Regions from separate parts of the Mus musculus genome. Here region 2 is linked to region 1. A link is a contact called in public targeted proximity ligation data. All regions are on one chromosome and are shown on one strand. The core of a region is the stretch at or near the end of the contact, and the rest is flanking DNA. Distances in the headings are between cores, read along the strand shown. Region 1 overlaps Trpm6 (transient receptor potential cation channel, subfamily M, member 6). Region 2 overlaps Gm50212 (a long non-coding RNA gene).

Region 1 (4,067 bases), core at 439-2,938:
ATGTACCACATCGAAAATTCACTCTTCTATCAGATTAGTGTTGGAATGAGTTTCACAGTAGGTCTTGGAGTTGGGTACAAAGATTTAAGTGCATTTGAATTTTAAATTTGCAAACCTAACATTGTTCCTTCCCCAAAGTGCTCTGTTCTTTGTTGGCTCCTTTAAGTGGCTAGGTTACTAAGGGATACTGTTCGCAATCTCAGAGAATCCTAGTTGGACTCCTTTTTCTCGGCTGTGATCTAATTGATATTCTGATATTTCCTCTAGATCAAGAGGGATGGTGTTTGGACCGGCCAATTTAGGGGAAGATGCAATTAGAAGCTTCATTGCAAAACATCGCTGCAACTCCTGCTGTGGGAAGCTCAGACTGCCGGGTAAGCCGCCGCGGTGACTGTTTCTTCCGAAGAACTCTCATAGAATAACAGTTATTATAACTCAGGATCGAGTCAAAATCTTAACCGCATTTTTATCTCACTAGCAGCTATTCACAAGCTTGACTTTCTGAGTGAAAAATTTCAAGTCTCAGGAGGGATTAAAAAAGGACAGGGATTTGCTTGAGGCTCTGCCAAAATGCGATAAAACAACCTGGGGCCCAAAGCTGGTCACAGTCGGCCCAGAGAAAAAACGTTCCACCTACTTAAAGGGAATGAAACAGGACGAAGGCCCCTCGCTTCCCTTCCAATGTCCTGTTTGCTTGCAGATGGCATGCCTGGAGCATTTTTATTCCGTTCCAGCTTGCCCATTGGGCACCGGAGAGGGTGTGGCTCAGAGAGAAGAAAGGCTGTCAGTTAAAGCACTGCTTTAAGCTGTAACAACCACTGCTTTATTCCCTCGTTTGTTTGTTTGTTTTACAGCAGTGGGCTTAGAACCCAGTACTCTGTCCTACTAGCCGGCACTCTACTACTGGGCTACATTCCCAGCCCCCACACCTGCCACATTAAATTTTGATCGCAGTGTGTGTGTGTGTGTGTGTGCTTGAGAAATTCTGGCTCTGCTGGAGTCTATTTGTCCTTCTCAGAAAGGATGCTTGCTGTCTGCTTAACTCTTTCCTGGGTCATAGCAACTGTTTTCTTACCCTGGAATTTGGAATTTCACATATCGAAAGGTGCAGTCCTGAGTGGGGTATTGTGGCTACACCTATAGCTGAAGATGTTGCAGAGGCAGAGGCAGGAGGCTCACCATAGTCCAGGAACTCACCTTCAGCTTGAGCAACATAGGCCATAGGCACTTTGTCTCTCCCTCCCTCCCTCCCTCCCTCCCTCCCTCCCTCCCTCCCTCCCTCCCTCCCTCCCTTCCCTCCCTCCCTTCTTTCCTCTCTTTCCTCCCCCCACCCTCTCTTTCTGAAAAAGTCATACCCTGAACTAGAAATCAGAAAAAAGATTAACTTCCACTACAACCCAGGGTGGACCTATGTACTTCCATAACAAAAATGGGCAATTTCTAATTCTGTTGAAATTGAGGGAGGCTTTTGTGAGCAAGACTTAACAAAGCAAAGGGATTAGAATTAGACTTCTGGGTCTTCTTTCCTCCATCAGTCAAAATAGAGTGTGTCATCATGCAGGGGCAGATATGGAAGAAGAATGCCAGAGGAGCAAAGAAGGAGGCTGCATTCTCCTAACTGCCCACAGTGTGAGCTCGTGGCCGATGGTCAAAGGGATCACTGTACAACACTGTGCAACACTGTGCCCTGCATTGGTCATCAGGAACCCAGGCAGGGGTTGGGGCTGGCTGAGGGATATCAGAACTCTAGGCAGGGAGGCAGGAGCTCGTGAATATCTGACTCATCCCTCAGTTGTGGCCTGGAATCCACTCAGGAATCTTCATCCTTAGGCACTGGACTCTGCCCTGTCTGACTCACTGTAGCCCGGACAGGGCAGCTTCTATGCTCAAAGACCCAGGACTGTATCTGATCATCTAGGAGCCAGGCAGGCTTGAGACATTACTCATAGGTTCCAACCTTTGGGCCTAGTTAATTGTTGAATATGGTGTAGGGTTCATGTTTGTATGTTGGCATGCCATGGTAGGCTGGAAGCCTTGTGGCTTTTCTTCCTCCACATGTGGAGTCTGGGGATGCAACTCTGGGCACAAAGCGTGACAGCAAACACGTTTAGTTTGGAGAACAGAATAAGAAGTACCTTTACTTTTTATGTTTTATTTATTTTTAAGGCAGAGGCAGGTTAAGGCAATGCATAAGAATCTGAAATCTTGGCCCAGGTAGGGTCATGTAGCCCTGTTCTGCTCTCCACTGAATACAAGGCTTTGACCTTTAACATCTTCATCTGCAAGTAAGAGATAATTGTATCTGACACAAAGTTGAGATAAGGATTTATTTTTATGTATATGATCAATAAATGTTGGCTATATTATTAAATATATGTTAGTATACATACTCATGAGTTCATTTTTTTATGTAGGAAAATCACCATTTAACATTAAAAATTAAACCAAGAAATATGAATTTTTCCTCCTGGTACCAGAGGTTAAGCTCAGGGCTTCATACATCCACCCCCAGCTACATGCTCTCACCCTGAGTGATACCCTTGATTTCCTAATGCTGGCACCCACAGTGTCTAGCCCATGAGCCCTGTTCGCTCAAGGCTAACAAAGGAGTGAAGAAGGCTGCACTCACATAACTGCCCATGATGTGAATTCACAGTGAATGGGCAAAGAGGTCAATGCACAGCACTGTGTCCTCTGGGCTGGTCATCAGGAACCCAGGAAGGGGTTAGGGCTGGGCTGAAGTCCATCAGTAAAGGAGGCAGGAGCTGGTGAATGTGTCAATCATCCCGCAGCTGCAGCCTGAAATCTGGTCATGAATCACAGCATAAAAAGATGCATGTAACATTTAATGTCATTTTTCCTATAGCCAGTCTTCCCAAAGCTTACCCCATCGGCCATGTTTTTAACTTTCCTTTGTAAGCAGAAGAGGCAAGGCTTAGGAAACATTTGATATGATCTTGAGATGGTGAAACTTTTGTAGGTAGCCACAGAGCTGCGGAGAACTTTCTTGCAACTGTTTCAACCCATCCCTCTGATCCTTCTAAAGGTTCCCATTTCGTACTGGACCTCACTTAACTTGGGCCAGTCACATCTTCTCTCCCTACTAGATGGTGGCCTGTGCCTCACACCATGACAGCATATGGAGTTAGAGTTTCACATAGTCATGGGATGCAGAGAGCCTGGGCTTAGATATGGTTGAGTGTTTGGAATCCATATGCCCAAGTCCTGGGGCAGCAGAGATTCCCTGAACCCTTTGACTAAGCCTGATGTCCAGTCCACCTGCATGAATCAATGTGATCTATGTCATCTACTGAAACTATCTTTCTTTCTTTGTAGATTTAAAAAGGAATGATTACTCCCTTTCAAGAACACACTGCAACTTGGGATTTGGGCAAACCATTGAACCAACTGAGGAGCTTCCAGAAAGAGACAAAAATAGAAGTTCCCTGGAAGATCACACACGCCTTTAAAAAGATGATGAAGGAAGACGGTGGTCCTTTAGCTCCTTCTGCCATGACTTCTATAGTGATGGACATAGACTGGCATGATCCTGACTATGTCAGAATCTCCATCACCATGACTTTACAATGTGGACCTCCCTGGAAGTGCCCTCTGAGCCTCATCTCCCACTGCCTAGAGGGCACAGTGCATAATGGAGGGGTTCTCCTGGGTATTGACTTCTGAGAAGAATGTGTGGCATGCGTTCTCATCTCCCGGTTCTGCATGAAGATGCTAGATGAGTCAGTTGGGAATACTTTCCTCTATACCTCATTGCTTCAGCTGGCCACTTGGAGTAGAATGCTGTGCACTAACGAACTAGGGAATAAATTAATTTATTTTCTCACTGCGTTTGAAGACTTTGTCCTCACTGTTATTCATGATTTCATCCAAGGGTTGTACATATACCTACCTATACATATGTGTTTTCTTCTTCCCTCTTTAGCAATGTAAGTTGTGAAAACAACAAAAACAACAGGGAAAATCCTGGGATGAGTATCTGTTGGCCAAGACTGGAGCATCCATAGCCATAAAAAGGCCATGTCCTGGTGCACTCTAGATGTATTGGA
Region 2 (4,067 bases), core at 605-3,104, 360 kb after region 1:
GCTAAATACCTAATAAAAAATGGAAAAAAAGAGATGCTAAGAATCTGGGAAAATGGGCAAAGCATTTTCCCGTATGGGCCAGACTTGAAGTTGTATACAAACATTAGCAACTACAGCTTCCTCCTCCTGGATAATTACAACCTGAGACTCCTTACTTATTGAGATCTTCTCCAGAGACTAGCCAACTCCATCATGTCACCTGTGCTGGTTGTGATAAGCACACTGAAGTTCCAGGATGCAGTGGTAGGAGGTGTCATTCCATCAGAGGCCGCAAAGCAAGTGTCTGTAAGCAAACTGAGGACCAATGCAGGCATGAGCCAAAGTTCACAAGGTAAGTTCCTACATGCATGCATTTGGTTCTGTAGTGTGGCTAACTTTGCAAGATAATCATGAACAAAAATCATGGCAGAGACTTTAGTCAATAGGAATTTTATTGCTGATAGGTTTTTAAGTAAGGAATCTTTGATTGCAGGAAACAAAAGTGCAGGTGAGAGACAGGGGGGATGGATGTAATTTTCTCTGTTTTAGAAGCTGGTGGTTATTTCCACTGCAAAGAAAAAAAAAGAAAGGCAAACCAAAAGCAAACAAGCAATCCCCCAAAAAACCAAAAAAATAAAATAAAATAAAATCCCCAAACATTGACTATATATCAAGAAATTAAAGGGCAGTTCTTGGATAAAATTTAAGAAGTGCTAACTAAAGGCATTTTTAGTAAACTTTGAAGAAATATAACAGAAAAAATATTTTCAATGTGTAATTTACTTCAGAGGTATTAATGTAGTCTATAGTGATAAGGTTTACAAATTGTTCAGTCCCTCAAATTACATGGAAGAACACCACACCAAGAATCCCCAGGGCAGCTCAGCTCCCTGGAGCTTGTCAGCCTCAAACCTATGTCCACATGATGTAGAAGAGGTGTTCATGTCTGATCTGAAATCAAATTGTCAACATATGAATTTTGGAAATTGTTTTCAGAGAAAAGATAACTTTGTCAACTCACTCCTACTTCTGAAGTCAAGTATTTATTTATGAAAGGAAAAGAGCCTGATTATTTACCTAAATTCAAACCTGAAGCCACAGTGACTTGAGCAAAAGCCAGTGCCTTTATTCTGATGTTATTCAGACTTCCCAGCAAGTCTGCTGGACACTTGACAGTAGTAAGAATTTGATTTAACAGCTCTAGGCACTTCACGTGGATAAAAATTAGAAGGGGATGAAAATGGAAAACGTGTCTTTTCAGGAGGTAGGGTTGATCATTTTTCTTTCTGCCCTGAATCGGTAGACTCATGACACAAAATACTCTCTACTCACGCATTGTTTCACGTCACAGGTCAATTCCTGTTTCCAGAGTTTTTATGCCCACGAGTGAGAGAGCAGAGCTGACTCATAAATGGGCAGCACTTTTGCTTGTACTTTCAGTCCTTTCAACAAATGTAAATAGGTGACTCAGCCTCTTTACAAAGCACAATTCCAGAGTTCTGTGCAACCAAATCCTGTCTTTATGTCATCTCTTACCTCAGCACCCTTTGTGGAAGAGTTAGGAGGGGGAGGAGGCCGTTAGCAGGCATCCTGTCAATTGAGGTTGATTGCTCAAAGAGAAATGTAAACAGAGCAAGACAAAAGGTTTGCTTGTATCCATGGAAATCCAGTCTGGGCTTCATGGACTTTCAAGAGGCTACAACAGAGGACCAGTTCACACTGGATGGATAAGGGGTGGGGGTGGCAATGGGAAGCTGTAACAGTGATCAGAGAAATCTAGTAGTTAAGGCAGATTCTAGCCCCTAATAACCAGGAAGCAACATATAAAATCTAGCTGTGAGTCAAATATGACTCAGGGAGTGATACAGGCAGCTCAGTGTCTGAGAAATAAATGGCTCGATCCTAAGATTGGCAATCCTACTGAGTCAACCACAGCACCTACAAAGTCCTGGTATATTCATCATCAGTGTCGTCACCATCATTGTCCCACCCAAATGATTTAATTCCACAAGCCATTTTCACATTAATGATGGTCTTGCGTTCCACAGATGGCAGGTGGATATAGCTACAGTTCATTTTGTAGAGGAGGAAACCAAGGCACATAGCCATGAAATACTTTCTTTAAAATCATCAAGCTAGTTAGTAGCAGATGGAACCCCTTCACCAACACACTTAGGTTTCTAATACAAAAATTTAAGTATGAAATCGGCATCTTAATTTATATCCTATGCAAAAGAAATGAAACGTAGCATAGATAATTTCAGTAGAGACTACCATAGGATTGGGACAATGGAACATTTTCATTCATGGTAGGCTTCTTGTCCTTGACGGAAATCTTTTGTAAGCAAATCTCTTTTTTTTTTTTTTGGAACAATATATTCATTTGTCTCAAATGCATAAAAGAAGACATCAATTGTGGAGGAAGCTTCCAGAACCTACAGTGAAAAAGAAGTATCTTACTGTTCAGATTCATATATATATATATATATATACATATATATATATATATATATATATACATACATATGTATATATACATATATATACATATATATATATTGTGTAGGACAGCTTTGAATGAGGAACTTAAGACTCTTATCAGTCTTCTACCTAGATGAGAAATTCAGCAAGGAACTGGATCATTTAACTCAGCTTGGTCATATGTATGATTAAGCACTTTGGTTTGATCACTAAGGGCACACGCACTTGTACAATAACTAAAAATTAAATTCAACATACTCACTCTAGAGTACTAATTTGAATCATTTTATCAACTAAGAATATCACCTGCTTCATCACATAAACCAAGTTTTGGCCTGGGTAACTTCAAATTCAAATTCTAGTGCTGAACTTAACCAAGAGCTAAAAGCCCAAATCTATTACCATTTCTACAAATCTGACTTCATTTTATTTATCTCTAACAGGTGAAGAAGAGGGTATAGGGGAATTCATAGAGAAGATATTTGCTGAGAAGTAATCCACCATTTACTTCTTATTGTATTTTCCAGTGATAACCCAAAGAATACTTTAATTCATTTCATCAGACCCCAGGCTAGTAAATAACATGCTGGTGTTCTGAGTGCAGCTACTGTTGCTTTCTGCTCTAGACAATGTAGAATAAATGTTGCCAGGATCTCTGAAACAGACTTGCATCTCATAGGTCTGACATGTTACTTCATCTTTGTTCTATCCTTTGAACTGGATTTTTTGAAGGAAAGGCAGGGAAGAAATGGAAGTATGTGTTTCTACCCCACCAAACATGCAAGATATGCAAATATGCTCAATGAGACTATCCTGTTTTTCCTCACATCATTGTAGTTGTTTGCAATTTCTCAGGCTGTCCTGACATTTGTGTCATATGGAAAAGTGAAGGAGCAGAGGGAGACATCGATTTCCTGAAGAGGTCAGAGAGCATACCAGGGGACAGAGACTAGTCAGCAATCAAGCATGCTGCACACACTTTCATTAAGGCTCATGCCTTTCCAAACTGCAATCTTAATTTCTGCTCCTCACTGTTTATGTTGAAGAGGCTCCATTAAGGTTTATTTTAGTTCCCTTCTGTAAAGGACGAAAACATGACATTTTCAGATTAGTCCTGACCCAACATTTTAGGTTATTTTATGCCATCAAATTCTTATTCTAAGGTTCATCTTCTTTTACATGAAAGGAAAAAAAGCTCTTTCTGATGATTAAATAATAAAGAAGGCTGATTGTTTACAGACTCAAGTAACAAGACCCGACTGTGTGCTGTGATCCAATCTCTCTTTTAAATCTAGAAATTTGCATCCTACTTAATGGTGGCATCTGTTGAGAGGAGAAAATTTCCATAGCATGTCTCTATAACAGCCCCAAATCTTGTGGGAAAAAGGCCAGGAGAAAATTTTAAATGAATGCAAACCTCTTGGAAAAATACACTTAGAATCTTCCACTTGATGGGAACTTTGTTTGCAGACAGCAAACAGCCCAACTAGAAAACTCCAACAGCTGTTGCCTTTGGGAAGAATGTACCATTTAAGCATGAGCTAGTCACATCAGAATGACTGCAGGCTGTTGGAGCAGCAAATGCCTTCCTGCACAAGACAGTTATT

Evidence for each region.
Region 2: a targeted proximity ligation map of pancreatic cancer cells shows a contact between it and region 1. A contact is called at or near these places in 1 of 484 Hi-C or Micro-C datasets (pancreatic cancer cells) and 1 of 130 datasets of targeted methods (pancreatic cancer cells).

The regions. Positions count from the first base shown.
Region 1 is chr19:18,888,668-18,892,734 of GRCm38.p6, forward strand. It overlaps Trpm6 (transient receptor potential cation channel, subfamily M, member 6), which reads left to right. Exons shown (of 39, transcript NM_153417.2): 38 at 268-374; 39 at 3,337-3,844. The coding sequence ends at 3,470. Among named protein-coding and RNA genes, the nearest start is that of Gm41814, 140 kb to the left of the region's middle.
Region 2 is chr19:19,245,482-19,249,548 of GRCm38.p6, forward strand. Gm50212 (a long non-coding RNA gene) reads right to left here. Exons shown (of 3, transcript XR_003952876.1): 2 at 200-294. Among named protein-coding and RNA genes, the nearest start is that of Gm25437, 28 kb to the right of the region's middle.